Linked DNA regions of Mus musculus: all the other regions are linked to region 1. Evidence: chromatin contacts called from public HiChIP or PLAC-seq and promoter capture Hi-C data. All regions are on one chromosome and are shown on one strand. Each heading gives the region's core, a stretch centred on a gene start, on an enhancer-like site or on the middle of the called end of the contact. The rest is flanking DNA. Distances are from core to core; before and after follow the strand shown.

What was found. Promoter capture Hi-C pulls out the DNA fragments that hold promoters and counts their contacts. HiChIP or PLAC-seq counts read pairs in DNA pulled down with a chosen protein or histone mark. Capture Hi-C pulls out chosen DNA fragments and counts their contacts.
Region 2: a promoter capture Hi-C map of liver shows a contact between it and region 1, with 5 times the contacts expected there. The contact joins the promoter of Zfp69 here to the promoter of Ppie in region 1. A contact is called at or near these places in 7 of 39 promoter capture datasets (the 3T3-L1 cell line, cranial neural crest, hippocampal neurons and 3 more), 3 of 115 datasets of contacts at active chromatin or transcription factors (embryonic stem cells and stem cell-derived neural progenitor cells) and 2 of 9 other capture datasets (adipose tissue and liver).
Region 3: a contact with region 1 is called in a promoter capture Hi-C map of cranial neural crest. The contact joins the enhancer-like site here to the promoter of Ppie in region 1. A contact is called at or near these places in 5 of 39 promoter capture datasets (the C10 cell line, cranial neural crest, hippocampal neurons and 2 more) and 1 of 115 datasets of contacts at active chromatin or transcription factors (large pre-B cells).
Region 4: a promoter capture Hi-C map of adipose tissue shows a contact between it and region 1, with 4 times the contacts expected there. The contact joins the promoter of Col9a2 here to the promoter of Ppie in region 1. A contact is called at or near these places in 3 of 39 promoter capture datasets (cranial neural crest, hippocampal neurons and pre-B cells), 3 of 115 datasets of contacts at active chromatin or transcription factors (embryonic stem cells, large pre-B cells and pro-B cells) and 1 of 9 other capture datasets (adipose tissue).
Region 5: an H3K4me3 HiChIP or PLAC-seq map of pro-B cells shows a contact between it and region 1, with 8 times the contacts expected there. The contact joins the enhancer-like site here to the promoter of Ppie in region 1. A contact is called at or near these places in 5 of 39 promoter capture datasets (cranial neural crest, hippocampal neurons, maxillary cranial neural crest and 2 more) and 2 of 115 datasets of contacts at active chromatin or transcription factors (large pre-B cells and pro-B cells).
Region 6: a contact with region 1 is called in a promoter capture Hi-C map of pre-B cells, with 7 times the contacts expected there. The contact joins the promoter of Zmpste24 here to the promoter of Ppie in region 1. A contact is called at or near these places in 10 of 39 promoter capture datasets (the 3T3-L1 cell line, 3T3-L1-derived adipocytes, cranial neural crest and 6 more), 1 of 115 datasets of contacts at active chromatin or transcription factors (large pre-B cells) and 1 of 9 other capture datasets (liver).

Annotation. Positions count from the first base shown.
Region 1 is chr4:123,137,882-123,143,079 of GRCm38.p6, forward strand. Ppie (peptidylprolyl isomerase E (cyclophilin E)) reads right to left here and starts at 2,070. Exons shown (of 10, transcript NM_019489.6): 1 at 2,021-2,070; 2 at 985-1,083. The coding sequence starts at 2,051.
Region 2 is chr4:120,948,916-120,954,113 of GRCm38.p6, forward strand. Zfp69 (zinc finger protein 69) reads right to left here and starts at 2,773. Exons shown (of 6, transcript NM_001384119.1): 1 at 2,529-2,773; 2 at 417-645. The coding sequence starts at 519.
Region 3 is chr4:120,974,004-120,979,201 of GRCm38.p6, forward strand. It overlaps Smap2 (small ArfGAP 2), which reads right to left. Exons shown (of 10, transcript NM_133716.3): 5 at 2,948-3,034; 6 at 1,369-1,450; 7 at 383-489. Among named protein-coding and RNA genes, the nearest start is that of Mir7015, 3.3 kb to the left of the region's middle. Within about 2 kb of position 2,833, at least 10 of the 459 cell types and tissues checked have an H3K27ac peak or open chromatin away from gene starts, as enhancers often do.
Region 4 is chr4:121,037,436-121,042,633 of GRCm38.p6, forward strand. It overlaps Col9a2 (collagen, type IX, alpha 2), which reads left to right and starts at 2,131. Exons shown (of 32, transcript NM_007741.2): 1 at 2,131-2,351; 2 at 3,530-3,604; 3 at 4,859-4,894; 4 at 4,981-5,043. The coding sequence starts at 2,280.
Region 5 is chr4:121,078,048-121,083,245 of GRCm38.p6, forward strand. It overlaps Zmpste24 (zinc metallopeptidase, STE24), which reads right to left. Exons shown (of 10, transcript NM_172700.3): 5 at 4,774-4,926; 6 at 3,125-3,266. Among named protein-coding and RNA genes, the nearest start is that of Gm23540, 3.5 kb to the right of the region's middle. Within about 2 kb of position 2,019, at least 18 of the 459 cell types and tissues checked have an H3K27ac peak or open chromatin away from gene starts, as enhancers often do. A contact at or near this core is called in pro-B cells, where this site is marked.
Region 6 is chr4:121,095,365-121,100,562 of GRCm38.p6, forward strand. It overlaps Zmpste24 (zinc metallopeptidase, STE24), which reads right to left and starts at 2,846. Exons shown (of 10, transcript NM_172700.3): 1 at 2,513-2,846; 2 at 188-334. The coding sequence starts at 2,635.

The DNA of each region.
Region 1 (5,198 bases), core at 820-3,319:
ATGAGATCTGACACCCTCTTCTGGTGCATCTGAAGACAGCTACAGATATAATAGATATAATAATAAATGAATCCTTTTTTTTTTTAAAGCTACATATTGAACTTCAACTTCTCATGAAGTGTAAACTGGCAAGGTAAGTTATTTAGCAAATCAACTATTTATCCAAATCTACAATTTGATTCCAGGTGCCACAGCACACACCTGTAATGCTAACTACTTAGGAAGCTAAGACAGAAGGATCATCAGTTTGGAGGCCAGCCCGGACAACACAGTTAAATCATTTTGAAATAGAAACAAAACAAAAACAAATACAGGCCAAAAAAAAAAAAAAGCCATCAACCAAATATATAATCTGATCAACTACAGATAAATTCTAAAACCTGTAAGGAGATTCAGTTTTATCCTGAGACAAATTCTGAGCTAAGAAAAAGCCCCCACACAACAGTGCCAACTAGAAAGTCAGTAGAACATTTCTTGCATATGTTTCTGCTGTAGCCCAGACTGACCTTAAACTCTATCCTCCCGCTGCAGCCTCTGAATTGCTAGGTTTACAGGCATGTGCCACCGTGGCCATCAACTACTCTACTGGTTTTTAGGGGGTGGGGAGATTCCCCAGACTCAGAGTTTAAAGATCTTGCTATTCCCACCCTGTCTCTCTCCTCTCTGCCCCTCTGCCTCTCTGTGTGTGTCTCTGCCCCTCTGCCTCTCTGTGTGTGTCTCTGTGTGTGTCTCTGCCCCTCTGCCTCTCTGTGTGTGTCTCTGTGTGTGTCTCTGCCCCTCTGCCCCTCTGTGTGTGTCTCTGTGTGTGTCTCTGCCCCTCTGTGTGTGTCTCTGTGTGATTAGTGCTGGGAACTGAAACCAAAGCCTCATATGGTGGGCAAGAATTCTACTAGAACTTAAGAATGTAAATTTAGAACTGGAATGTGACTTTAATTCTTTCCCTATCGGAGGGTAATGAGCGTTAAAGACACTCAAATGACCCACCTGTTTCATAGTCCAGAGGAATTTGAATATCTGTGATGTCTCCAAAGGGGATAAATGCAGCATGAAGAACCTTGTCGTCCACCTCTTCTGCCAGCCCGCCTGCAAATGAGCCAAGGACCTTCTGAGCCGCTGTCCTACACACTCAGAGGTCCCTGCACACCAGGGACTTTGCCTGTCACTGGTATGACAGGCAAAGGGAGGGATCTTTCCATCCAGTCCTTTGTCTACACAAACATCTCTCTCTACAGCCTACCCACACTACTTTCCTTTCTTCAATCTCCTTTTAAACAGTTCTGATTCGATCTCCAACTCTTGTGAAAGCTTTGTAACTGACCTCTCTGCCTCAATTCCTTCCTCCAACCGCCCCCCCCCAACCAAATATAAGTGGAAATGAATCCATCGGTTCTCTTAGACTTCAAAGTCTTAAATGTCACTGTCCTCAAGATAAAGTGAGAGCTCCTTGGTAGTGTACACAGGGTTATCATCCGACTCTCGCCGATCTCTCTTGTATCTTCCATTTTGTTTTCCCCAATTTCCCTGAGTTTCTCGAAAAATGACCCAGCTGCCCCTAGGCGCCAGGCTCTTTTACGCCTTTGAGCTTCGGCTCCGGTGCAGCGAACAGCTTTGCCTCTACTCTGACTCTTTGCCCAACTCCTGCTCAACTTCTGCGTCCCGGCAACAGAAAGTTTGCCCTCACCCAAGTTCCTGTCATCATTGTTAGTCCCTATTACAACGCTAGGGTGTGTAGGTTATTTCCCACTTTCTCCTAGATAGTCTGGTAACTCCTCCTTTAGGGCAGAGATCCAGCCATTCCGCACTGAATGTTTGTAAAACGAATGGGCGGGAGGGATTTGGAAGCCCAAAATTCTTGTCACTCGTCGGGGTTCCTGTGCGCTTAGTGGACTAGGAAGGTCGCCGGAATTGTCCTTCCATCTCGGGCTCACACCCTCAGGCCCAGCAAGCCCTCCATAGACCCCGGCTGCTTTCCCCCTTTCCCACATTGCTCAGACTAAGTCTAGCTCCCGCGCCTGCTCACCCACGTACAGCACACGCTTGGTGGTGGCCATCTTGCTCGCGCCCGTTTCCGCCGGAAGCCGGCACTCGGCCGGCCCCCTCGCCGTCGCCCCTCCCCTTAGGTCGGGGCGGGTCTTTGTGCGGCTGCAGGCTCCGCCCCTTCTTGGCTGTAGCTCCCAGAGCTGGAAGGAAACAAACCTTGGTCTGATCAACCTAGATATTAACGGCAATTGAACCATTACCAACACACTATGGTCCGGGCTGTCCAGGCAGCTGTTTTTGGCCAATTCGGGAGCCAAGAACGGTTTTTACACTTTGAACCGGGGTGAGGCGAAGGATCGACAATATTTCTTGAGAGATGAAAATTATATGAAATTAAAATTTCAATATCACGAAGTTTAATTGTTAGAGTATAGCCACATCCGTTCCTTTTCTATTGTCTGGCTGCTTTCATGTTACAAAGGGAAGAGACCTGTTCCTCCCACGGCCATTGATATTTTACCATCTGGCCCTTTGGGCAAAGTGTTTGCTATACTCTTGTTCTAACGTAATATTTAAATTTATAGGTTCTCAATAGCAGTACAAAACAGTAGGATCACATTTGTTTGCTTGTTAGAGTATCCCACTATGCCTTCCAGATCTCAGCCTCCCCAGTGCTGAAATCCCAATTGAATACCACCAACCTACCTCAAATAGAAATTTAACAAGTTTTATTTTATGTATTTATTTTGAGACTGGATCTTCCTATGTAGTCCTGAATATCTTGGAATTCACTATGTAAACCAGGCTGACCTTGAACTTACAGAGATCTCTTCCTGAGGGTTGGGACTAAAAGCATATACCACCACAGGAAGCTTTGCTGTATTGTTAAAGGGCTCTAGCAGGCCCAAGCTTGGTAAGCACAGGTGTGGCAGGCCTTGTCCTTCTCCCCATTCCCTCTGCCTTGCTAATAAACAAACAAACAAACAGGGTTATATTCCTAAAGCTAGCCGTAGGCCAAATAAGGTCTATTCCCTTATTTGGCCTCCTCCTGAGGATGATCACCAAGGTCCAGCTATCAAAGTATTAAAGTTCAACAATTGTATTAGTCAGGGTTCTCTAGAGTCACAGAACTGTGGGTAGTCTCTATATAGTAAAGGAATTTAATCTTAATCTTTGATCTCCCTGTCTTAATCTTCTGAAATCCATAGCCACTATGCCTCAAGATCTCCATACTGAGATCCAGGTCAGAAACTTCTATCTCTCAGCCTCCAGATTAGGGTCACTGATGAGCCTTCCAATTCTGGATTGTAGTTCATTCCAGATATAGTCAAGTTGACAACCAGAAATAGCCACTACAACAGTCAAATCCCCCCTTGGCCTACCCTAATTAATACGGTCAACCAAAACATGACCACCACATCCTAGCCATTCTATCACAGATTCCCCTCTTTTTCCTCTTAAAAAAACATCACACCCACAAGGTCATTTGCTGCTGCTGTCTGCCTGAGCGGAGAACAGTCACTTTCCCCTGCTCAGTAAAGGATCTCTCTATGGAAATAGGTGTTTGAGTGTGGTTTGTGCCTAACCCAGTGTTCAAGAGGGAACACTGTGTGCGGGTCCCTTCAGTTACGGTGCTGGAGATCAGACGTAGAGCTGAAGACCATTCCTCGGCAAATATTCTACCACTGATCCATATCCTCAGCTACTGTAGGCAGAGCATTTAGATTTTCCTGAGGTAACTTTTATAAACTTTGTTATTCAAATGTGTGTGTATACGCATACTTGTGGAAGCCAGAGGACAACTTGATGGAGTAGATTCTCTCCTCCTACCAGATCAGGTCCCAGGTTTGCAAGGCAAGCGCTGTTACCAGCTGAGCCACCTCACAGCCCCTTGAGGAGACTTTTAAGATGGAAGCTGAGCTGAGAGGCAGGAGCATAATGAGGTGGAAATGGAGGACACATGTTCAGGCAGGAGAGATGGGTAGAGGCCACCTCATGTCAGGGCCTGCAAGCTTTGTGAAAAACTTGGGGATTTTGAGAAGCTATCATGGGGTGATAGCAAGGAAGTTACATGGTCACATTTACACTGATCTTTTCCCACTTTTTAATTTTTGATATTATATTTTAAATATAACATTTTTCTCCTTTCCTCCCCCAAAGCCCTCCCGTAATCCTTTTCCCACTATCCTTCAAATGTATGGCCTCTTTTTTTTTTTAAGTCAATTGTTACTACATGCCAACTATATATTTATATATACATATATGTATTCCTAAATATAACCAGTTGAATTCATATAATGTTACTTGTTTTTTGTTTTTGTTTTGTTTTTTGGTTTTTGGTTTTTGGTTTTTCGAGACAGGGTTTCTCTGTGTAGCCCTGGCTGTCCTGGAACTCACTCTGTAGACCAGGCTGGCCTCGAACTCAGAAATCCACCTGCCTCTGCCTCCCGAGTGCTGGGATTAAAGGCGTGCACCACCATGTCCGGCGTAATGTTACTTGTTTGTGTGGTTTTAGAGCTGACCATTTGGCACACTGGAGCTGACTATTTCTTCCCTGAGGAGAGCCATTTTCCTGCTCCCGGATCCACTCAGTTGCCTGTAATTCTTTGTGTAGTGTTGGGGTCTTGCTGGCTTTATCCTGTGCAGCTTGGTGTGTTTATTGGTGTCCTCCTTACTCAGCTCATATTTGGGTGGCCAAGCTCTTGAGACTTTCTGAGTGTACTTCTGATGTTACTAAGAAACACAGTCTTAGAGCAAAAGCCAAAATCCTATGGCTTACACACACACACACACCCTTTCTGCAATGCTCCCTGGGCCATAGGTGTGGGAGTATTTTGTAGATGTATCCACTGGAACCGGGCTCCTCAACTCTGCATATTGATTGGCTATTGTTTTCTGTAGTGACATCCAACTGTTGCAAACAGAAGTTTCCTTGATGAGGGATGAAGACTACACTTCTCTGTGGGTACATATTAATTTTTTAAGATTTACTTGATGTGTATGAATGTTTTGCATGCTTGTATGCACACATACGCACCATGTGCATATCTGGTGCCCACAGGGGTCAGAAGGCAGCATCAAATCCTCTATACTGGAGCTATGGATGGTTGTGAGCCACCACATGAGTGGTGATCTTGAACCTGGGTTTCTTTGCAAAAGCAACAAGCCCTCTTAGCCACTGCGAGATATCTCCAGTCATTGCTCCCCGCCTGCAGCTG
Region 2 (5,198 bases), core at 1,523-4,022, 2.2 Mb before region 1:
TTAGGTAAAATGAGAGCAGTCAGGCATTTTGTTCTTGCCTCTCAGAGAAAGAGGATGAAAAAAAGATTACCAAAAAGACTGACTAGGGCAAAGATGACCAGGAGTTTTGCAGAAAACCTGAGACTCGGGCCAGAGACCTTTGATTCCCTGATTCTGAGTTAGGCTCTCACACGCAGGAACTGGCAGTGGGGGAGGGGCACATCCTGTGGCCTTCCTTCCTGTTATATATTGTTTCTGGGGACAGGGAAAAGAAGGGACACACAGCAAAAGTCACCAGGAAGCAGAGGTAGGAGCCCAGCATTTCCTTCACAAATATCCCCTGACCCCCATGGCACAAGCATGAACCCGCATGGATCTTCTTTCCCCTAAGTTATCCCCAAGGGACCACCCCTTCTTCCAACTTTGTCTGTTCTCACCTTCTCCTCCAAACATTTTTGTCACATCCTCCCACAGGGACACCTCCTTCAACTTCACCCAGGTCGCCTCAGTGGCCGGGGTGATCAGGAGCTGCTGAGGCATGATGGCGCCGGCCTGACTGGGGGTGGCAGCTTCGGGTGGGGAAACTGCTGGAACTTTCGATGAGAGGCTTCCTGGTTGTATCGTCCTCAGGCCATAATCTTTTACCCTGGAAGAGTTGTTGAGCCCCTGCAATATCAGAGACCATTGTGAGATGAAGAACTCTGGGTATAGACGCTTCATCTTTGGGAGGCAGTCCTGTAAGCTGCTTTGAGGCCTTTGGACTCCCCTTCCTTTTCTTTCTTGCGACAGGATTTCTCAGTATAGCTCTGGATGTTCTGGAATTCACTCTGTAGACCAGGATGGTCTTGAACTTAGATATCTATCTGCCTCTACCCCCTGAGTGCTGTGATTAAAGGTGAGCACCACTATGTTTGGCTGTACTTTCTTTTAAACTTTATTTGTCTGTCTGTCTGTCTGTGTGCCATGGTGCTCAGCTGGAGGGTACAAGATAACTTATGGGAGTCCATTCTCTTCTTCCAACAAGTGGGTCAGAGGGATTGAGCTCAGGCTGTACGACTTGGCAGCAGGTGCCTTTCCCCACTAAGCCATCGGACTAACCTGCTTTGTGTGCCTAGAGAGCAAAAGGCATGAAAGGAGAGACCCAGAGAACCCATCATACAGCCAGAAGTCCAGAACTGTCTTTATAGCTGCAAAAAGGCCTAGAAGATTCGGCACCAATACTGAAATAATAGTGTCCTGGATACAGAAGTAACCCTCAACTTTAAACACATAGATACAAAGACGCCAGTACCAAAGGAAAAAAAAAAGTACAAATGTCCACATGCCCTGACCTGACCACCTTGTAAGCTGCATGCCCCTTCTGCCTGCTTACATATTTGGAGCTGGCGCCAAGGAAGGCTCTTTGATGTCTGACCTGTATGTAAAGCTGAGACCTGAGGCACTTCAAGTCTGACCTTCAGTTTCCTCATCTATAAAATGTGGATGTTAACTACTGCACAGGGATGCAGTGTTGAGACAATGTTAGGTCTACTAAGTTAACAATTAAGACCTTTTTATTTTAAAGCTGTACAATAAACATTATCTTAAAGTTTAAAAAAAAAATCACGGGCTGAAGAGATGGCTCAGCAGTTAAGAGCACTGACTGCTCTTCCAAAGGTCCTGAGTTCAAATCCCAGCAACCACATGGTGGCTCACAACCATCCCTAATGAGATCTGACACCGTCTTCTGGGGTTTCTGAAGACAGCTGCAGTGTACTTATAATAAAGAAATAAATCTTTAAAAAAAATTAAAAATAAAAAAAATCACATGCGTTTATTTATGGGGGTGGAGGTCACATGCCAACTTTTGAGAGTTGGTTCTCTCCTTTTACCAGGGCATCAGACCTGTCTGCCAAAGCCTTTACGGGGCCCCAGTGGCCATCATGTTTTAGAGTTATTTTAGAAAACAATTAGAAAGCTCAGCTTGAATATCTCAGTTGATAAAACAGTAATTCACAGGGCTGCGCTTTGTCATAAGCCAGCAGCAACAGTCGTCATCACACACTCCAAATGCCCAGCACAGCTGGTGAAACGAATCCCCGGTTCAGATGCAATTAAAACTGCAGGGTTATGTGCTCCCACAGAGCTGGAGAGGAGGAAATATAGTATGTCAAGTGCAAGTAGAACCACTACAGAACTGACCATAACAGCAATTTGGAAACAACCCGAATCCATCATCTGAATCGCCCATTCAGCATATGAATAGTTGTGGACACTGGGACCAGATTCAGTGGACCTGATACCCAAACGCAGCTCTCTCTCGGGGAGGGGACTGCTCTTTGAAGTCTGGGGGAAGAGGAGGAAAGGTGAAAGACTGCCTGTCCAAAAAGACCGGAGTTGGTGCAAATAGCCCCGACTATGTAAAAAGTCTCGTCACTAAGTGCAAACTTTGTGCTGTTCCTTCCGAAGGAGCTGGCAATCCCAGAAGCTTGCTGAACGACCCATCGGCAGAACTTCGCAGGCAGCCACCCGGTCGAGCTCGCAGCTCCGCAGCAGAGTCGCCTACTCACCGGAGGATCTCCGGATCCGTTCCCGCCAGCCTTCCACGCTCACACCGCGGCGCCCAGTGCGCAGCGTGGCTTCCGAGGGACACAGGACACCGTCGGCCTCCGGGCTGGACACCGGCCTCTCCCGCTTCTCACCCGCCGCACCCGGGAGCGGAGCTCCGCGCGCACAGGCGTCCTGCCCGGCCTTCTGTCCCAGCCCAGGACCTGCGGCGCCGGCTGCGGCTCAGATGCCCGAGCTCCGCCGTTTCACCCCGCCCCTCTAGCCCGGTTCGTGTCCCCGCGCCTCCACCCGGGACCCGCCCACCCCACGCTGCTCGCGTCAGCGCCCTGCCCGTGGCTCCGCCCACCCGGGTGCTGCGCGACCCAGATCCCGGAAGCCGGAAGCCGCCCGGGCAGACCCAGGGGCGGTGTCCAGCGAAGCCGGCAGCCCCTGCTGAGGGTCTCCTGTACCCCGTGGCCCGGCGAGTCTTCCTGGAGAAGCCGCTTCTCTGTCATTCTTTCATTCTTAAGGCTTCAGGATGCAGCCTTAAATCGCACGCAGTTCCTGCTCTCTCCTAATCTCCTAATTCTGGTGAATTCGATAAGTAGAAAAATAGACAATCCAAAAGGCAACAGGGGCCTAGAAAACAATAAACTTAAAAAAAAAATTCCGGGATATGTATTTTTAATGTCCCTAAAGACATGTATTAGTTTGCTTAAGGCTGCCTCCCACCCCCAAAGAAAAACACTTCACACCGGTGACTTAAACAATAGGAATTTATTTTCCCATGGTCCTGGAAGGTAGAACCCCTTTCTTCCCATATTCTCACGGCGTGTTTCCTGAGTGCCTGTAGCTAGGGGAAGTGTCTGGTGTCTGAGTTAGCCTTCCTCAGTTCCTCAATTTAACTTATCTCTTTAAAAGTTCAGTAAACATATGGCATTGAGAAAATAAAACTGAGCCCACTGGAAGATACAGAAGAGATGACGACAGAGTAAACACTTACCAGAGCAAAAATTGGAAAACCAGCATCCAGAAAGTTAATCCAAGTTGAAAGCGGCTTTTGCCCAGCTATCTGGAAAACAGACCTTTCATACTGCACATAGAGACTGGGAGGGGGAAAAATGAGCGGACTTGGGACTGATATAGGAAACCCTCTCCACATGAGTAGAACCTCGAAGGGCTGGGTGTTCTCTTTAATGTGTGTGTGTGTGTGTGTGTGTGTGTGTGTGTGTGTGTGTGTGTGTGTGTCTGTGTGTGTTTGGGATGGGGGAAGATAAGTGAAACAACATGGGAAAAATTCATGAACTGCAAAAAAATTTCGTGTCGTTGGCTGTGATCTTCGTTCAAAGTCATCTCTATCTATTGAGTTGAAGACAGTGGCACTTGGGCTGTAAATTAATTTGCAAAAAAAAAAAAGACAAATTGGCAGTAGAGAGTTTATTAAACACTACTGTACAGTTGCATCTGGTGCTCCTGGAAAAGGGATTGCACCCCTGAGAGGAGTGGAAGATCTTTGGAGTTGGCAGAACTAAAGCTCTGAGTTTATCTCATGAGCTGTTTGTCAGTGTCCCCATCTAAGGGACCCGCTGACTTCTGTCTTGCTAAGCAGTTAGTCTTACTGCACTAAGTAACTAATTAGCTAACTCTTGATTGGAACAGACACCAGGTGTCATTCAGAGTAGGCTTCAAATGCCTGTATAATACATCACAAGTCATTGGTTCCCCACAGTCCCACTCTGATTGTTAATGTGGAAGGAGGTTTGTTTGTTTTGTTTTTGACTCTACATGTTACGGGGGCGGGGGGCATCATCTTTAGCAGACAGCATTATAACTGTAAGCACCCGGCTTCCCTTCAGTTACAATGTCGAGTGCAGACTTAAAGATAAGCAAGCTGTGGGCATAGTCCCATGTGGTGTTAGGGTGCCTACTCAGTCTGCCTAAGGCTCTTCATATTCAACTCCCCAGTTCATGGTGGCACCAACCTGCAAAAATGACTGTTTCCTTAAAGAAATAAAATGTGGCTGGTTGGTGGTGGCACACTCCTTTGATCCTAGCACTCAGAAGGCAGAGGCAGGAAAGAAAGAAAGAAAGAAAAAAGGGAAGAAAGAGAGAGAGAGAGAGAGAGAGAGAGAGAGAGAGAGAGAGAGAGAGAGGAGAACCTGACTTGGAGTATTTTGGCAGACACCTGGAATCTCTAAAGTAATTTTTGAAGGCAGACTCATTGATATGTGTGTGTGTGTGTGTGTGTGTGTGTGTGAGAGAGAGAGAGAGAGAGAGAGAGAGAGAGAGAGTGTAAATATGTAAGTAACCTAATAAAGGTTTTCAGTGCATGTTGTGACTCAGGGTAACCCCTGAAAGAACAGAAACATTCAACTTCAAGTCAGTAAGGAGGGAAAGGAATAAAAGAGAACCAAGGGCAGCTGTATGCAAATAGCTCTATGCACTGGGGCTGCCTCATCACAGCTGAGAAAGTGCCCACTGCTGTGATGCTATTGGAAGAGAGCTGCAATAAGTCAAGACATGCTATCTATAAAAAGACTGTCTTAGCAGACAGCAAAGTCCCTGAGATGGAGCGTGTGTAGTAATATGCAATGGCCAGCACAGATTTTGGTATGGTTTGAGGCAAACCATGGTGAACACATTGAGGCTAGTCTGAATGACATGGGATGCCAGTGGAAAGTGTAGAACTGAGA
Region 3 (5,198 bases), core at 1,583-4,082, 2.2 Mb before region 1:
GGAAATATGAAAGTATGAACAAAATATACAAAATGACACAGACACTATTTCTGGGACATCCCACAAATAAAAGCAAGTGATATTCAAGTCTTTCATACCCACAACAATTTGGTAGGGCTTCAGACCAAGCAGTTCACCTCAAGTATCAGCCTTTATAATATGTCACCCTGTGACACAGGCCTATTCAAATAGTCACTCTTTGAGGGCAAAAGACAAAATGGTATGAAGCAGTAATCTTGGGCTAGAAGAAGATAACAACACCAAAGAGAAAATCAAGAGAAATGAGAGTTCAGCCCTACCAAGGAAGCATGACCTGGTTCCATGATTAAGCTATCAATTTTTCTGGAATGCTCTTTCATCCTGAGACACGCAGAAGACTCACCTTTCTGGAAACTGAAGAAGGGGACGGAACAGAGGCCAAAAGATCTAGATCCTTTTCTAGGGCATTGCTGGTCTTACTGTTTGCAATTGAGCAGGCCACAGGAGCATCTAGGAAGAAAAACAGAATTACAGACCTGTCCTCTATGTGAGAGAAGAAGACCACAGGTTCTATCTGCTCAGGGCCCAGGGAGCCTGGACAGGGTGTTTCAAAAGAAGCCTCACTCACATTCCCACTAGGGCTCTGGAGTAGGTTACAGACTGCTGTCAGAGGGCAGCAGAAACTCAGGCTTGAGGGTCACATCAGTGCCTCAGCTGAGTGGCTGTTTCCTCCCGGCTACTGGAAGGGCAAGGTGTGCAGGACTCATTTGCAGAGAGAAATGGAAACTGGAGCTGTGGGAGTCAACAACCTGAATCAGCAGCAGAGACCAGATGGTACAACCTCACCGGTGCTGTGAGACAGAACGGCTTTCTCTTTAAAAGAGGCAAAAATTAGAACTGCCAAAATGGAACTGCATAGTAACCACCACCTCAGAAAATGGCTACACCGGAGCCTCGGCTGGCAGCTGAGCAGAGGAAAGCGGCAAAAGACTCAGAGGTGTTGTTTCATGAAATTGCCAACTTCTACTGAGGGCTTGGTGTGAAACAAGGCCAGAAACCACAGAGGTGACCTTTCCAGCAGCACCTCAAGCAGACACTGACTAAGCACAGCACGTGGTTAGGCATGGAACATTCAAAGGTTAAGTAAACTGAATGGGATCTCTGACTGCACTGTGGGGACTCTGCTCTCTCAGCCACTACACTGAGCTGTTGCTGTGAAAAAGGCCCAGCAAACACTTTGAGTAACTCTTCAGAAGTAAACAGGAAGAACAAGAGAAAGCGCCTTTTGTAAAGGAAACACAAACAGGAGCCTGACTCCCAGTCTCCCTAGAGAGGCTGCGAAGTCACTGAATCTGCAAGAATATAAGAGCTGGAAAGCCCAGTTCTTACCAAGGCCCAACAAGTCCATGACAGGGGCTGCAGATTTCGGAGAGCTTTTCCGAGGTAGCTGTGCGTCTTCTTTTTTCTGTGGCTAAGATGAAAAAAATGTTATAAAAAAGAGCAAGCAGTTGTTTTTGACACACGCGTACCCCCATCACTGTGAAGCCACAGGTATTCTTGTGGTATGGCTGTTTGTCAAAGACAGTTACCAAAGAAACAAGGCTCAGGAAGTGCCAGGAAGCATGAGTGCATGAACGGAACTGGAAGTGAGAGAGAGCCCTGGTAAACAGTGCCCTGGTTGGCCTGTTTGGAGAGGCTTAGCCTCAGTATGTGGGAACACAAAGCCTTTTAGTTTATTCTAAAGATCACTTTAAAGAGTTCAGATCTACTCTGCCATAATCAAAATGGACTGATTCCACAGATGAGATTCATAGTGATAGGAAAGGGTTTTTCCTTAAGCAATAGTATAAAACTCTTGAGGATGAAGAGATGGCTCAATGGTTAAACACAGGCTGATCTTGAAGAGGACCCACGTTTACTTTCCAACACCCACATGTTGACTCTAGACTAGACTCTAGTGTCTAGGGGGACACAATACCTTCTTCTGGTCTCTGCAGGCACTAGGCACACATGTGGTGCACATATACACACACGCAGGTAAACATTCACATACATCAGACAAAGATAAACAAGCCTTTAGAAAAAAATTGAAAATCTTTTCTCTTATGATTATAAGCCCCTAGAGAATCTACTACACAGCCATAGTGTGTGCCAGGGGAAGAAGGGAGCATGACCTGACTTCTGCACTACTCCAAGGTGCAACAGGGAGATGAGGCAAGAAGTCTGACAAGGACTAACACAGAGGGAACGAACATCTGCTTCGAAGGTATCACATTGACCCTGCACACTGGCAGGGAGCAGGCATCATGCTCAGAAGGGAAAGAGAGTCCCTAAGCGTCCATCTGGCTTCCTGTCATAGAGAAGAGCTATAAGCTAGGTGTAGTGTGGCACCTTATTAACCTCAGTATGTGGGAAGGTCTCTGCGAGCTCAAGGCTAGCATGACCTATAGAATGAGTTCCAGGGCTACATAGTGAAATCCTCTCTCATTATAAAAAAAGAGGAAGAAAGAAAGAAAGAAAGAAAGAAAGAAAGAAAGAAAGAGAGAGAGAGAGAGAGAGAGAGAGAGAGAGAGAGAGAGAGAAGGAAGGAAGGAAGGAAGGAAGGAAAGAAAGAAAGAAAGAAAGAAAGAAAGAAAGAAAGAAAGAAAGAAAGAAAGAAAGAAAGAAAGGAAGGAAGAAAATTTTTAAAAAAAGGATAGAAGGAGAAGAGAGGAGAGATGGGGTAGGGAGGGAAAGAGAAGGGAGCAGGGGGTGCTAGATAATAAGAGAGCAAGAAAAGCTATAGAGCACATTAGACAGCAACTGGCAATGGGCAAGCAGCAGGTGCTCTATGGGCCTTTAGTCCCAGTGCAACAGTGCAGTATGGTTTCAAACCCGCGCACCGCTGAGCCTCCCGCCCGCCACTCTCCTCCTGCAGGTTCGTGTGTGGACATGGGACCACCCACATGGTGAGAAGCTCCCCACTTACCATTTTTACTTTCTCAAAAACAACAGGTTCCATCTTTTTCTCCGGAGCGGGTTCATTCCCTCGTTTCCACTTATCATCCTTCTCTTTCTAAAGTGATGTAACAGGACAATGATAGCTTAGCCTTAGCACAATTAGTGTTTCAGAGCTACAATCCAAATGCAGGCAGGGCATCAAAGTTCACTAAAGATTCTGATGCAGAAATGCAACCAATTTGGTGTGGGGTGTGAGTACTGATCTTCCTCATTAGCCTCCTTACTGAATGAGGCAGACCCCACATTTTAAGGACTCAACCCTTTTTGAAATCTGTAATACAGACAGACAATCTATGGAAGTTTAAAAGTTGCCACACATTTGTGCCCTTTATCTCCTATGTGTTATACATAACTATAAACAGCCAAAAAGGTCTCAAGAAATAAATACTAAAGGCAGGCAAGGTGGTAAATGCTTGTAATCTCATCATTTAGAACATTGTGGCAGGAGAATTTTGAGTTTGAGACCAGTCTAGGATATACAACAAAGATACTCAAAACAACAATCCCCATACAAGAAAATCTCTCTCAGTTTTTGTTGCTCTTTTGAACTCTGGTCCTCTGTAAATGCATCAAGTGCTCTTAACCACTGGGCCACGTCTCCAGCCTTTTCTTAACCGCTGGGCCACGTCTCCAGCCTTTTCACCTCTATTTTTAAAATTAGGAAACAAAGCTAGAGGCTGGGCATAGTGACACAAACTTGCCTGCACTTAAAAAGTTCACAGGCAGGCTGGAGAAATGGCTCAGAGGTTAAGAACACTGGCTGCTCATCCAGAGGGCCTGAGTTCAATTTCCAGCAACCACATGGTGGCTCACAACCATCTGTAATTGGGTCTGATTCCCTCTCCTGGTATATGTGAAGACAGATCACTCATATACATAAAAATAAGAAAATATACATTTAAAAAAGAAAGAAAGAAACAAACAAACAGAGAGAAAAAGGAAGGAAGAAAAAGACAGACAGACAGACAGAGAAAGAAAGAAAGAAAGAAAGAAAGAAAGAAAGAAAGAAAGAAAGAAAGAAAGAAAGAAAGGAAGAAAGAAAGGAAGAAAGAGAGAGAGAGATGGAAACAATCTGGCAGGGCTTGGTGGTATAGAATCCCAACACTCGGATATAAAGGCAGTGGATCTCCAGTTCAAGGACAACCTGGGCTACAGAGTCAGTTCCAGACCAGTCTGGGATATTTAGCAAGACCCTATCTCAAGCCTTCCAAAAGACTCTATAGTAAAAAGTCAAATGTACCACTAAGCTGTCCATCCCAGAAATGCTAACAAAAACCTTAAGTGACAACAGTCCTGCTAATGGAGGGGAAAGAAACTGTTTCATCTGCTCAGCAGGAGATGCAACAATGACCACAGAAATATAGATGGAGCATGTACACCATGTGAGATGTTTGCGAGGAGACATCCTTTATAACTAGATTCTGGTTATGCCTCTGAGGAAGGCACACACCCAGATGAGTCATTAGGGGACAACGAGAACAAGCATGGGTTCTTCCTCTTAATTTTCATATTTCCTGTAAAAATAACTTTATCATAATACTCTGTCTTTTTGTGTAGAATTGGCACTGGAATACAGAACACTATTTCCTTTTTGTCTCTGTTTTTGGAAATAAAGACGAAAGTAGTCAAGGCTGGCCTGAAATTTACTAGTAGCCGAGGTTGACCTTAAACTCCTGATTCTTCTGCGTTTATACCCAAAGCCACTAGGATGATAGATGGGCAGGCACCATTATGCCCAGCAGACCACTACTACATACTGAAGTTAAACAAAGTTTTGTCTTTTTTTTTTTTTTTTAAAATCTGACCTTTGAAGGGAGCACTGTGCACCTGTAATCCCAGCTCTCGGAAAGCAGAGGCAGGAGGAGCTCTGTGAGCTTGGGATTAGCCTGGTCTACATAGTAACAGGCTAGCCAGGGCTATATAGTGAGACTCTGTCTCAAATCAACAACAAAGCAAACAAAACAAAACCCAAACAAATAAAAATGAAAAGCAGACATTTAGATGGGGTTGGGCGGGGGGCAATACCTCAGCAGAACGCTACCAATGTACACAACACTTTGAAGTTACATCTCTCCCACTGCACACTAACCACGTGATCTCTTTAGCAAAGCCAGTTACTTTTTGTTTAAAACTAGTTGTCTTTGGGCTGGAGAGATGGCTCAGCGGGTAAGAGCACTAACTGCTCTTCTGATAGGTCCTGAGTTCAAATCCCAGCAACC
Region 4 (5,198 bases), core at 881-3,380, 2.1 Mb before region 1:
GAATCCAATTTGGTGGAGATTTGCCCCTGCTGCCCTGATTAGCTGAAGCTGCGTGCCTGGTGAGGGGGCATGGCCTGCGGTGCGTGGATGAGAGAGAGTATAAAAAGGAGTGAGAGGCCCAGGGTTCGGGGGAGATATAAAAACAAGGGAGATATATAAACAAGGGAGATATAAAAACAAGGGAGATATAAAAACAAGGGAGATATAAACAAGGGAGATGTAAAAACAAGGGAGATATATAAACAAGGGAGATATAAAGAAAGAAGAAACAGGACTGAATAAACGTGTGCAGAAGGATCCTGCTGTGGCGTCGTTCTTGCTGGCGAGTTGGGGGCGCGCTCAACAGAGTTAGAAATGGTTATAGGCTGATATGTGGGTACTTGGTCCTCTGCAAGTGCAGCTGGTGCTCTTAACCACTGAGCCATCTCCCCGGCTTCATAACATACTTAAGAAAAGGAAATGTGGAGGGTGATTTTTACACGTGTTTATGTGTTTTGTGTATGTGCATGTGCTTATATGTTCACTGCATGTTTGCTGTTGCCCATGGAAGCCAGAAGAGAGCATTGGATTCTATGGAACAGGAGGTACAGGTAGTTGGGAGCCATCTGATGTGGGATGCAAATCCCCAAATTCTACAAAAGTAAGGAGTGCTTTTATCTGTGGAGCCATCTGTCCAGGCCTCCTCCTTGGCCAGGTCACTTGATTTGCTTGTGGTCAAGTTTCCATACTGGAGGCCAGTTGGATACCAAGAGCAAATGATACTGAGGGTCACAGCGCACTGCTGTCACATTAAGCAGCTGCCACCATCAGCTCCTTCAATCTTCAAGCAAATTCTTTAAGATAGGGACCATGTTGTTCCCAGTTACAGAGGAGGAAACTAAGACTTCATTTATGTCATGGAGGTGTCTGTGGTCATAACTGTGGTTAGTGGCTGCATGAGATCCACTGCCCTTAGCCAGTGAGTGGAAGAGAAGGAGAGGAGAAAGGGGCTCTGGACCGAGGTGACCAGACAGGTGGGTTTGGGGTGTTACTGAATAAAGTGGTGGCTGTTTCCATGAACTTGGGAGGTCAGTTGAAAGGGGGTGAGGGAGAAGTCTCTCCCAGTCCAGGAGACAGCAGCATGCAGGTGCCGCTGAGGAGAAAGACAATCGTGTCACTTGGCTGACAGTGGACCTCACACATGCAGGTGGTTCCACACGGTTAGATAGCCCAGGTCCATTTTAGTTTGTGTGACTATGCATTGTGGTGTTTGATAGTCTAAGGGACACTTTTCATAGAACATGTACTCCTCCTTAATATGTAATTGTAGGGATCTGGAGAGATGGCTCCCTGCTGAAGAGCTCGTGCTCTTCTTGCAAAAACCCAGGTTGTTGCCAGCACCCACGTAGGAGCTTACACCTTTCTACAACTCCAGTTCCAAGGATGTCTGGTCCCCCATGGGACAGGGTCATACCTGAGGGCAAAACACTCATTCGCATAGATAAAAACTTGTCTTCAAAGGATATAACTGTACAAGGTCACATGGGGTGGATGCCTGGTGGATGCTTGGGAGAGAAGACGTGAAGGACTGGCATTGCCAAGGGCAGATCCAAATGCTAACAGGATGCCTCAAGGATGGAAGATGTTCGGATCGCACTGGTCGATGGAAGCAGGGAGGCGAGAGGAAAGGGAAATTTAGAGGCCACAGACAACTCTAATGGAATTGATGGTGGAGGGGGAGAGAAGAGGCAGATGGGGAATTCCCGAGGTGGCAGATTCAAGAAAGATGTTGGTGTGTTTTAATATGGCAGGGACCTGATTGTTTGTGGAGAGGACTGAGCCAATTTAGAAAAGATGGAGTTGGTGGAGTCCTGGCCAGGTCTCCAGAACCTGAGATGGTTGAGGCTCTGGAGGATAAAGGACCCAGACAAGCTTGCCCGGGGAAAGGATGGGGCTGAGGGCCAGGAGGAAGGCTTTGATCTTGGAGGCAAGGAGGAAAGGGACTTCGAATGGACTTCTGCTCTTCACACAGAAAGTAGTCCCGTACCCCGAGATGCCCCCGGGACTTCCCAGCTGGGGCGTCTGGTCAAACTCAGAATGCAGACCCAGGGTGGGCACAGAAGATCCGCCCCTGACCGGGCGGAGCTGGACAGTTCCTCCCCACAGTGCTCTCAGGTGACAGGCCTGCAGGTCCCCGCCCCGGCCCGTCTAGCTGCGTTTTCGGGAGATCCAGTCCGAGGCTCCGAAAGCAGCCCCCGCCATCGGTGCTTGGACCCCCGCTCCAGAACCCGCTGTTCGCCATGACCGCCGTGCCCGCGCCCCGCAGCCTGTTCGTTCTCCTCCAGGTGCTGTGGCTCGCCCTGGCTCAGATCGTAAGTCCTGTCACTTCTCTGTCTCCGCCGTCCCTGGTGCAGAGCCTGGGTTTAGGATCCTGGAGTCTTTAGGACCTGTTCTAGTCTGTCCCTAGCCTGAGGGGCAGCTGAGGACAGAGCCGCTGGGGTGATGCATACCCGGCAAACCGCTCGCGGTGAAGGGAGATTGACTAGTCCGGGAACCAGAGGGACCTTGCCTCGGGATGCTTGGCCTTGCCTGGGACAGGCAGCGTCGAGCAGGAGATGGCGCGGGGGCCTGGCAGTGGAGAGAGCCCAGGTGGTGCGGAGACAATGGTGGCTATTCAGTCGACAGCGGAGCCTCCGCCCCCGGAGTCTCCTAAGGGACCCAGGCTCCAGCCAGACTTCCCTGTCGCCCCAATATGTCCGTTTCCTGACTGTGGGCTTCTGCCTCACTTCGCAGGGACAGCTGGGCCCTAGGAAAGAGATGCCCGGTTTAGGACCAAATGGGGATGCTGGGCCCGCTCACCAAGCAGTGCTAGTGTAGGGGTACAGTTCGCCTGTGAGGCGCCAGCCTGGCACATCTTAACCTGGGGAGGGCACCTGGCGCCAGCATCTGGCACGCGTGGACTTCCTGAGTCGGGGCTGGTTCGCTACCTTAGGGAGGATTGGGTGGGAAGAGTCCCAGCTTTCCTTCTTCTCTGAGGTCTCTTTACCTGCACCAGGGACGAGGGAGAGGTGCCAGTTCACCGCTATACCTGTTGTTGGTTAGAAAACAGCAATAGTTCGAACGGCCATCGTTGGCTAGGTGCCATCTTGCACATCATCTGTGATTTGAGCAAATGATGTCTTCATCTATTTCCTATCGTGACAGTGCAAAGACCGTGTGACCCAGGGGAAGAAGCCAGCCAACCTAGGGTGTAATCACGGTTTCAGCATTCACTTGCAGTGATCACGAGCCTTGAGTCTTTTTGTGTTTCCTCACCCTCTGCTTGTCACCCCTAATAGTACCCCCCCCCGAGTTCTGAGTAGTTCATAAAGTAACAGAGCATAATGGCACACAGTGCCTGACACACAGTAGCTGCTCAACAAACTCCCCATGAAGCACCATCTCCTTGGGGAGATGCTGCCCTAGTCACCTTTGCTCTCGGGGTCTCCAGCAGCCCCTGGGAGCCCAGTTCTGCGTACTGTCTGAGGGCTGCACTCTTGTGTATTTTCAGAGAGGTCCACCAGGGGAGCCGGGTCCTCCAGGGCCACCAGGGCCACCAGGAGTGCCTGGTTCAGATGGCATCGACGTGAGTATCTAACTTCAGACTTGAGAGGAAGCAGGGCTATCCACAAAGGAGAACTTTATGAGCGCAGGGGTGGGGATGCCTGGAAGTTTAGCGCCCCCTGTTGCCAGCAGGCGGTGCCTGCAGAGACCACAAGGAGTCTGTTTGTTCAGAGAAAACCCCAAACCAGCCTTGAAATGTGGGAGTCTGTCAAAACCACCCAGCAACAAGGGCCTGCTGTTCTGCTGTTGGCCTCGGCTCACAGCGTGTCCTTATCCCCCTCCCTCTCTTCCTCCTCTTCGTGCTGTCCCCTGACACACTACATGCCTCTTTAAGGTAGCTGGAGAACCTCGTGTAGACTGGCTGAGCAGCTTGGGACCACACTCCTGTCTCTCCCTTTTGCTTTTAGCTCCCCTGTTTAGAATCAGCTGGGCTTGTCTTCTGCTCTCCCAGTGTGCTGAGGGTTAACCACCTCATTCTGGAAGCTCCCCCAGGAGGTCGGCTGGATGTTTACGGTTTGGACAGACTTCTATTCAGTCTGGTGCCCCCACCCCCAAACGCAGGGCGCTGGGCCCCAGCCAGGCTCTTGCTGCAGGCTGCGGAATGCCTGGGGGCCTCTCTGGGGCTAAATCTGACTCCACGGCCCTGCCCGGCTCCTACCAAGGGTCCTTTGTCACACGGAAAAGAGACCTTTCTTAAGAACATTTTGAATCTACCCCCAAGTTGGCCCCCTTGATCCTTGCTCTGTCCTGAGTCTCTGGTTTTCCTGACTGAAAGCCACAGTCCCCTTTCAGATTTCTCTAAAAAGCTTTATTATTTATTTATTTATTTATTTATTTATTTTATTTTTGTCATTTGCTTTATTTCTCCCGGTTAACCAGAAACCCAGGGACTTCACAGCATACCTAGAATCTACTTGATTAAATGCCCCTCTCAGCTGGCTGGATTAGTGTTGATGCACTTTTATTTTGTTTTGTTTTAATTTAGTTTAATTTAATGTAGATAAGGTCTCTTTATGTAACCCTGGCTGTCCTGAAATTTGCTGTTAGACTAGGCTGGCCTTGAACTTACAGACTTATATATACCTCTAGAAGCCTCCTGAGTTCTGGAACTGAAGGCCTGCGTACAGCTGAATTTTGTTTTGAGCAAAGGGAGCTGTTTTTTAAAAAGTGCAAGTTTCAGCACAAAAGAGAGAGGAGAAAGCTCTTTGGGGCCACCCAGCCAGGCTTGTCCACACAATGTCTTAGGGAAGCATGTCTCACGGCTTGTGTCTTGCAGGGTGACAAGGGGCCTCCAGGTAAAGTTGGTCCTCCGGTGAGTACTTTTTTTTTTCTTTGACCTTTGATGGTTCCGCTACTTTCTCTCCTCTGACTAACATCTGTTCTGCTTCTAATTTCAAGGGATCCAAAGGAGAGCCTGGCAAACCTGGCCCAGATGGTCCAGATGGGAAACCTGGCATTGATGTGAGTACCCCAGGCTGGGAAGAGTCTGATTCTGCCTTTGTTCACACATGTTCTGGTCAGAAGGGTAGCAAGATGTCGGCTCTATAGCCAGTCAGGCCTCTTCATTTGATACAACCGTGACCTCACTCTTGTCTCATATCTACCCTGTTGGAAGC
Region 5 (5,198 bases), core at 769-3,268, 2.1 Mb before region 1:
TTAAGGGTTAACTTAATTATTTCTGGCCACTGCCTGGCAGCTTTGCCCATGTCATTTATCATTAGAACTTCACAGGAAAATGCAAGTAGCTGACCTCAGCGCTCTGAATTCGGAAGTATAGTAAGTCAAAAGTTAAAGTTTAAATAATGGTAAGTTCGGGCCTGGGAATAGGGAAAGTTTGAAGCTTTGGAGAACAATTGTAATTCTTGATTCTTTGTGGGATGAGGTTATTCTTTTGAATTTAATTTGGCAATAATTATATAATCTTTTTTTTTCTACCTGCTACTCCAAGAGTATCAATAAAAGACTGGGGCAAGGAAAAGGTGAGAGAGCATGTGAAGAGCACTGAAGAGTGTGTGAAGAACATGTGAAGAGCATGTGAAGAGCAAGTGGAGAGTGAGTGAGGTGAGAGTGAGGTGTGCATGAGGTGAATGTGAAAAGTGAGTGAAGGGAATGTGGAGAGTGTATGGAGATTGTGTGTGTGTGTGAAAGGAGAGTGCATGTGGTGTGTGTGTGTGTGTATGTATGTGAGATGTGTGTGAAGAGTGTGTGTGTGTGTGTGTGTGTGTGTGAGTGAAAGGGTGTGTAGGAGTGTGGGAGTTCAAGAAAAGAAAAACATACAGGACAAAAGCAGAGTGCGCAAGAGAATGCAGAGTGTGTGCAGCCTCAAGTTCTGAGAGAGAGAAGAGAGAGTAACTTTAAGCCTTGAAAAATTGCCTGTCAGTTTGTACCCAAAAAGTAGTCTGTGTCTGTTTATTATGTACCTTCCAGATATCCCTGCTTCCAGTTGAGAACTCTGACCCCGTGTTGAGGCTGGAAACACGTGAAGGCCACGGAACAATCTCAGGTGTTATCCTCAAAATGCCATCTACTTCCTTTGAGATTAGGCCTCTTATTGGCCTAGGCTACACTGGCTGGCCAGTGTGCTCCAAGGATCCTCTGGCCTCTACCTCCCCAGCACTGGGAATACCACTGAGTGCCACTACACAAGGCATTTTTATATGGATTCTGGAGATTAAACTCAGGTCCTCATGGAAGACAAGGTGCTTGTCAATGAGATTAAGTGATATAAGCCTTGAATAGAGGATTCTGCAGTGGTAACAATGTAACCTCCCCATCCATACTGGCTCCACTCTATGAGTCTGAGCCCATAACCACCCATCTAAAAGTCCATTTCTTAAGGTTGGCAAAGAGCTTTCTGGAGATGTTGTAGTTATCAATAAGAAATTCCTGCCGGGCAGTGGTGGTGCACGCCTTTAATCCCAGCACTTAGAAGGCAGAGGCAGGAGGATTTCTGAGTTCATTTCTGGGTTTGAGGCCAGCCTGGTCTACAGAGTGAGTTCCAGGACAGCCAGGGCTACACAAAGAAACCCTGTCTCGAAAAAAACCAACCCCCCCCCCCCCCAAAAACAAACCAAAAAAAAATTCCTCTGCTTAAATCGCTAGCTCTTGTAGAGCTATGACTAAGATGGTGTTTAAAGCTATTTCAATACTAGCACAGACATGAGAACTCTTAGTTCCTTATGAATCTACTCTTCTTCAAACTCTATTCCCTCTCAACAAGCTGCCATTTATGACTGTCCACATCAAATCCAGGCTGTTAGTTATCCTAATGTCTCTCCTCATTTCCCTGTATGTAAATCAGCAAATGGCAGCAACGTTCTTTGTTTTTCTTCATCAACTTTGAGCAAGTCTAAAACATAACAAAAGAAAACAACAACCACAACCACAACCCGACCTCATTTAGTCTAGACTGCCCAAATAGCCTTCTCACTGCTCTTAGTGCTTCTTTTCTGTTCTTGCCTTGCCCTATAATGCATCCCTATGCAGAAGCCCAGGACAGTCTCCTGGCTGTGTGTGGTGGCTCACACCTATAATCCCAACACGAGGGAATAAGGTCAAGAGTTCACGGTCAACCTCAATTGTAGAGTAATTCTGAGGTCAGGTTTGGCTACTCTTTACCCTGACTTACAGAGGCCTGTCAGACTGACGTACTTTTGCAGCTGCTCATTCTAGTGACAGCCATCTCTGTTCTTTCACTTTGCAATTGCTTCTCATTGGTAACAGTTTAGTTTGTAGTAGGCACCAGCAAACTATGGCTTCAAATCAAATGCAAGGTGCTGCTTGTTTGCATGTAGTCTTATTGGAACACAGCCAGGTTCCATGCTTATGCCCTGTCTGTGGCTGCTTCTGCCATATAGAACTGAATCTCTGAAGAATACTGTAGGCCACATAGCTCTCAACAGTGAATAGCTTGCTTTTTTACAGAGAACTACCATTCAGAGGACACACGGTTGAAAGGTAGAGGGAAGAAGTGATTCGTTTAAGATCCCATAGCTAGTAAGCTGCTGAGACAGAATCTTTTATATTTATTTTAAACTGAAATCCTGACACACACCCAACTGTTATCCTCTTAATTTGGCAGCCTCCGTGAAACTTAATCAGTCTTATGAAACTAACAGGTGGCTTAACTCCCCAAGGCAAACAGAAAAACAGTTTAATAATGTGAGGTGTCTGATGGTGCCACAGATTAGAGTCCCCCTGGGACACTGATGCTCTGCTAGGGGAAACAAAGCCAAGAACACTGGTTTTGTTTTGCAGCCTTTAAACTAGTGCTATATAGCTAATCATTCATTCAAGAGTCCAATTCAATTACCCAAAGGAGCCAGGCAGACAATAGGGTGAGTTTTGGTCTACTATACAGTACAGGATGAGATAGTAAAAAGGCTTTGAACAAAGATTAAGAACAATACTATATGGTTAATCAAACAGAGTTGCAGACAAAAACTGGATTTGGCATCAGGCTACCAGTTTCTATATGAAGAAATGCCATAAGTTCCTATAAATCTTTTTTTTCCCTGTATTTTTATTTCATTTCTAAAATTTTACATTACAGGCAATTGTGAGCCACTATGTAGATGTTATAAATCTAACTTGGCTCCTCTGGAAGAACACCCATGAGTCTTAACTGTTGAGTCATCTCTCCTGTGCAGATTCTATAAATCTTAAAAAGCCAACTGTAAAATCTGACCCTATTTTTTAAGTAACAAACATAAATAATAAAGACTGACTGACTTAAGAACAGAGTACTCAGACCACTCTCCTCACCTCCAGGTAGCCTTACCTTCAACAACATACACCTTAGTCAAAGGGAAGTCAATACTCTTTGCCATCACTTCAATTTCCTGCTTAAGCTTTCCCTCCGGTAGAGGTGTGAATTTGTCAAACAGAGGGGCAATATAGTCAGCATAAATGGTGACAAGAACCTGAAAAATAAGTAACAGGAAAGACTGTTCATTAATAACAACTTAATTATATAATATAATTATGTTCATCCAACAAACACCCAGGACATTATCTGTTTAGTAAATTAAATCAAAATAGCACTGTAATAACACTGTACACAAGTCAACTGGATTTTAGAAGATAATGCTACTAACAGTGACTAAGAACTCTGGGCCTAATCAGCAGCCTTTCTTGGGGATTTCTGGCACTGTAAGCCAATTATAACACACCCTTGTTCATGCTGGTGGAAATGGCACTTCTAGAGTATTTTCTCCGTCTCTGCCATATTACAGGTATTTAAAGACAAGTAGCTCATCTTCTGATCTCGATCCCACCAGTGAGAGATAAAGCAACAAACGCCACACAGTTCAGGTGGAAATAACCCTCATCACCAGTGGAGCTGAAGAATGGACAGATGGTATTTTCTAGGGTCTGTGAACGTTCCCCTTGCCTGTATGATTGTCTGTGATGAAGCAGATTAGAATATGAGAAACAGAGAAGGAAAAGGATGTAAGGAAGGAAAATGCAGGAGAGAGGAGAGAGGAGAGAGGAGAGATGGAGGACGGGAGGGAAGGGGAAGGGGAAGGGGAAAAGAAGCATGGTGGGGAATGCCTGTATCAGCACTCAGCAGGCTGAGGCAAGAGGATTGCCATGAATCTGAGGCCAGTCTAGGCTACATAGTAGCGTTGGGGCTAGCCTGAACTGAAGAGCAGGGTGCTTCTTTTTTTGAAAACAAACAATTAAAGGAGGAAAGGGATACAGAAAAGGGGAATAGGAAGGGAGGGTGGGAGAAAGCTGGGTAAGGAAAGCATATGCTTTTAAAAGACAGGGTCTCTAACCCTGACTGCCCTCCATTTCAGCTGAGGATGGTTTTGAACTTCTGATCCTCCTGTCTTCACACCTGTGTTATGAAGTACTGGGGACTGTAGCTAGGACCCTGTGCATGCTAGACAAGCACTCTACTAACTGAGCTACATCCTTACCCCTATGATTTAATTTCTTGTCTCTTGTAAATCCACTAATTCAAAACATTAAGGCCTTTTAGGCATTGGGAGGTGGAGAGGATACATCAATAAAAAAAGTCATCCATTCTGGCTAAACTTACAAGTGCTGTCTCAGTTGCCAGGCAGCCAGATCACAAGCTTCTGGCAAACATTAAGAGTTAGGATAAAGAGAAGAAAATCCGAGGTGGTCAGTCAGTTCTCCTTTATATCCCAAAGCAGGAACGGAGAGGAAAATGTATATGGGCAGCTGGTTACATGGAAACCTTCTCTAGGAACCACTTATACGGCGGTGAAACCTAAATCCCAGTAATGCCAAGGAACTTTTGCAAAAGAAAATGAAATAATTCAAGAATAAGAGGCCATGAGTTTGAGAGGGAGTGGGAGAACATGGGAAGAATTGGAGCAAAGAATGTACATGTAGCATTAATACATGAAAGTCTCAAATAAATGAATAAAATGAACAAGGAAGGAAGGATCTACTTACCAGAGAAACAACTAATGTGAACAGCCAGGCATATATAAAAAAGTAGTCACCTCCAATTTTAATAATGTAAAGCAGAAGGGCAGACACAGGCAATAAAATACATTGAGTCACAATAAATTTTTTGATTGCATCTTTCATAAAAAACTCCAAAGTCTGAAAAAGAAAATATTACTACTATTAACTGAGCAACACGTTTATTTTAAAAGCAGCTTTAAGTGTTTTTAAAACACTTAAAGAACATAAGGTAGGCAGCCTAGGACAATAAGCAAAAAGTCTTGCATTTCATAGTTCAGAACAGAATTACTATTAGCTGGCAAGCAGTAAGGGTTTCTAGCAGGACCTTAGCTAAGGTCTTTACCATATCCATGGCTTTTTTTTTTCCTCAGTGGATTCATGCTGTAAGATAGCAGACTATCTAAATTCCT
Region 6 (5,198 bases), core at 1,596-4,095, 2.0 Mb before region 1:
TCAGGTCCATCTGCAATGCTGGCGCATACACCATTGATGCTTCCTCCCTGAGCCAACCTAGACTCTGCCAGGATGGCTAGAGACCACTGACACTGGACTGCTAAAGGCTGGCACCTGAAGGCCAGACCAAGCATTATCAAGCTTTAAACAATCTGAGACTTGTGTCTCCAAGAAATCAATGACTCACAGTGCCTTCCACCTCTGAGTAGAGTCCTGACCAGAAGCTGAAGGTACTTTTATCCAGTTGATACAATCGAGATTTCTCAAACGTGTCCGAATCCATGATCTGTTCTAACTCTGCTGGTACGCGAGTCGTCGTTTTGTATATCCTTCTCTGAAATATTTTGAAGAAAAAACACTTTAATGAATATTTCTTATTACACAGTAGTAATTTGTGATCAAACACCGAATGGTCTGTAGCATTAATTTGTCATGTAAGCTTGTAGAATTTGTCACATACATGTATGTTTTGCATTTAGTCAAGAACACTGACCACTGAAACAACTGACACAGGAAATTTTAAGCAGACAAAAACAATTCCAGCAACAAGGCCAGCTGACTAGGTGGAATGGCCATCTGGGTTGTCAATACACTTTCAGTTTGCCTGTGTGAACCAAAGTTGTGACATCACGAGGAGACCATTCTTTCTGAGTATGAGGTATGTCTTACAATATAGAAAATAATGCATGAAAAAAGAGAAGTATGCTCACAACACACATTAACACATACATTTAATACTTTATTAATGAATCATCATTAAACTTGGTTCTAGAGGTCAACTTAGATAAGAATTAGGGAGTGACAGAAACATCAAATCTTTACAACAAATTTTCTCATTATGTCAAATTCTAAAGAGTAATTTCAGCCCCTGGGACATAACACAAGGAACAGATACCAAAGGTATAATAGACCTTCTATAATAGTTTTATAATAAATACTTTTCCTGTTGTATGTTAACAACAACAGCAACAAAAAGCTGAAGGCATTAAATTATAACCCTACAACAATGCAACAATGCCAAGTGGTCGTGGTGCATGGCTTTAATACTAGAACTCAGGAGGCAGAGGGAGATGGATCTCTGTGAGTTCAAGGCCAGCCTGGTCTACAGAGTGAGCTTCAGGACAGCCAGGGCTAAACAAAGAGAAACTCCGTCTTGGAAAAAAAAAAAGATGCAACTTGATCTATTAATAAACTATGTCAGATAAGTACTCAATATCTCACCCTGCTGTTTTGATACTACACGTTATGTGTTTGCTTCAAGCAAGGGTACTTATGCAATTCTGAACTAATGAAGCTTTGAGTACCTAGCTACAGTAATTTTTAACACGTTGAACATACTAAAGGAAGAGACTGAGGTAGACATAACCCGACACTGACAGATTTTTAAAATTCAAACTTGTGCCGGGCTTGGTGGCACACGCCTTTAATCCCAGCACCCTGGAGGCAGAGGCAGGCGGATTTCTGAGTTCAAGGCCAGCCTGGTCTACAGAGTGAGTTCCAGGACAGCCAGGGCTATACAGAGAAACCCTGTCTCAAAAAACAAAAAACAAAAAAACCAAAAAAAAAAAAAAAATTTCAAACTTGCAATCCGGAGAGTCACGAAGGGCTGGGAAATGTAGTTCAGTGGGAGAGCACTTGCCTGGCAAAGAAACTCACATACAGTGTAAGTTAGAAGAAAACTGCAGACGAAAAGGACTGCAGAGCTCAAGAAATAGGTCCAGCAGTTAAAGGGGAAGGTTCTCAAGGACGACACAGACGAGTGTTGTCCAAACTTAGACACTGCAGAGCAGGCATAGACCTGCATAAGTTTGACGGCAGGGCTGTCCTTTCCTTTTATTAGACACCAACAGGCTTGGGACCCATTATAATGTTGCAGATAACTTGTTTTGTTGTTTCAAAGTCCATCTCACTAAAACGTTCACATTTCGAATTAAACTGTTAATTATGGCTATCTCCATGGAAAACTGTTAGCTTTTCTACTGCACTATTTAACGTTTTAAACAAAAAACCCAAAGAGAAATTTTAATGAAACACACACACATTGTGGCCCCAAACAACATTTGCTCTAATGAGGATTTTCAAACGGCGTGCGAGTCTTTGGAACGGTTGCAAAGTGAGGTTGAGCATGGTAACATCAATATCATGGGAAGTTATTATTCTACAAATTTAGCACCTCCACTTAGAAAGCCTATACCAACGAGGCTTGGTCAAGTCCCGGTCCAAAGATTCTTAAGACGCTGTAAAGCAGGCATAGACATGCTCAAGTTTGGCGGTAGGGCAGTTCTTCCCTTTCATTAGCCGCTTACAGGCTTGGGTCCCATTACAACGTTGCAAACAACTTCTGCCTTTCCAAAAACTCCTCAAAGCGGCAGTCACCATTAGGAAAAGTTAGGAAGCTCACCGGGGGTTACGGTTTGCTACATCCGGGCAAACACTAAGGGGCTTGGGTAGAGGCTCGGGCTGGCCTAAGGCTGTCCAGGGGCTCAGCCGGGGGAGACACGTCAATGCTCACCTGCCGCTGTGCTAGGAAGGTCTCCCAAAGATACACCGTCCAGGAAAAGAGCAACACCGCCCCGAAGATTCGCTTCTCCGCAGGGAAGTCCCACATAGCGTCCACCGATGCCCACATCCCCATCGTCACCCTATCTCACCCGCTCCTTTAGCGTGCACCGGTGCCTCAGCGACACGCGTCCCTCGGAGAGTGCCAGCGGTGTCACAACAATACGGGTCCCTTCCGAGGGCTTCTTCAGACGCCCATTCCCTCAGCTTTGCCAGAAGTGTCACAAAGACACGATTCCCTCCAGCCTTACTCTTCAAGGACCTACTTATTTCTGCTAGAATAAGACGCCCCACCTTCCTCACTTCCGCCTGAAGAATGAGCAGCGGTGCACCTGAAATATCCCTCCGGATTCTGTGTGCAGGGATCCAATTCAAAGGTTCCGGCCTTCTTCCTGGGAACGTCAGTGTGGTCGCCGCCTCTCCTTTGCTTTGGCGGGTTACCAGAGAGGGCAATGGACCCCGGTGCTTAACCGGACCGGATAAGCCGGGTCATAGAAATATTCCCTCTAGAAGTAGCTGGGAAGGATGAGAGAGGCTCTAAAACTTTTCCTTCCTTCTATTTAGTGCCGTTCAAAGGTTAGATGTGCATCTCCAGGATAACTAACCAAACGAGGCATTTGGGGTTGTTTGGCTTGTCTTCGAAAGTTCTGGTTTTGGGAATATTAGAGATGAAAATGACTCTAGTGATTAGGATTTTCATTTACACATTTCATCTCATCCTCCCCAAGTGAAGTCAGAAGAGGCATTTACCTGTGAGTCCTGGGACTGCATTTCTAACCTCAAACAGGCAGGCTTGGTAGCCACTGCCTTTAAGCCTAGCAAGACCTTGTTTCAGACACACACTACCACCACCACCACTACCACCACCACCACACATCACCACACACCATCACAGCTCAGTACCTTTGCCTTGGAATTCAACAATGAAATAGGGTCACTATGGCCCCTGTTACTACTTTGACTTTACTTGAAACGTGAAGCCAGAATTTTTCTGACCACAAAGTAAATGTTATTTAATTAATAGTTTCTATGAACTAATAGCACTTTGTATAAACATTATTTATAGTGAATTGCGAAATCTTTAGCTCCAATTAAAATATGTAGCTCCAATTTAAAATATGGTGAGATTGTGATGCTAAAGATGTTGAGATTAAGGTTTCAAATTTCTCAACCATGACTAAATTTATCTGCATGAGCGTAATCAGTAGAAGTTACTTGACAAAGTGAATTACTTCAATATAGGATCACAGATTCTTTGGCAACCAAAAGTTCTTTTGGGGGATTTTTTGCTTTCAGCAAAATTACTGATTGAACTGTTAGCTGAACTTTGAGTTTTGTTCATGGGCCTGGGAAATATTTTGTACTTGATTGGGTGTAAGGCAAATGGCATGAAAACAGGGATCACAGGCAAGTAGAGACATAGCTCTAACAAGTGCCATTTCCTCAGGTAGAAGGTCTTCAGAGAGGAGGCTTCGTCCCTGTCCTCCTTTTCCATGGCTGGTTGGATGTTTTGTACTGGCACCCATCATGGTGTTGTAGAGTCCTGTGGAAAAACACAAGCATAGCCTAGCCCTTGTGTCAACAAAGGGTGGATGCCACTGTGATGTTAGGGACTCTCTCCATTGTACCAATGGAAGAGTGGTATTCCTAGGTAGGTAAGCCCAATGTTTATAGGTAGGGCTTAATCCCTGATCAAAGGTGAGGAAGTTTAGGTGAAAATGGGCCTCTGCCAGGGCCAGGGGAAGGTCATGTTTGGATTCAGGGGAGGTAAACTGAGTCAGCAAGTCCTTTAGAGTCTGAGTGGACCTTTCTACTATCCTCTGACCTTGAGGGTTATAAGGAATCCTAAAAGTGTGGTTAATCTTCCATGAGGCATCAAACTCATTGAATTGTTGAGATGCATAGGGAGGGTCATTATCTGTCTTCAAAACCCAAGGCACTCCCATAACCAACATAGCAGATTCCATAGCCTTGATGGTGTGGGAAGCTTTTTCTCCCATTGAGGCCACAGCATATACAGTGAAGCAGCAAGTATCTACAGTAACATGTACATATCTAAGATTACAAAAAGAGGGATAGTGAGTCCAGTCCATCTGCCAAATAGCACTGGGGCATAACCCTCTTGGCTTGACACCTCCCCTATTGAGGGGCCCCAATGGTGCAAGTGGGGTGCAGGTGGCACAAGATCTTGCAAGATATTTTTATTGTTTCATGGGTAATCTGGCAAGAGCTTGTGTAAGTTTTGTGGGGACAGGTGAAATTGTTTGTGTAATGCTCTCATCTGTTCCAAGAGCCCCTGGTCAACAATCATTATCTGCCACGCACTCTGGTTGAGTCAGCTTAAGCCGAGAGGCTTGAAAGTCACTCATGAGGCAAAGAGCTTCAAGGAAGCTCTCCTCCTGGAGTCTGGCATTCCCTTTAACCCATACATTAATTTTCCATTCCCAAGTTAGTCTAGTGTATGGATCCACGTGCTCTCTTTATTATAAGTGCCTTTTAAGATTGAATTCTGACATAGCTAAAGCCTTCTGCCAGTGTTCCAACAGTCCTAGAACGTCCTTGAGCTAGACAGTGACATTCAGAATAGCCTCTGGTATTACACTATCAATAAAAGCCAAGTCACTCCCATATACAGGAAT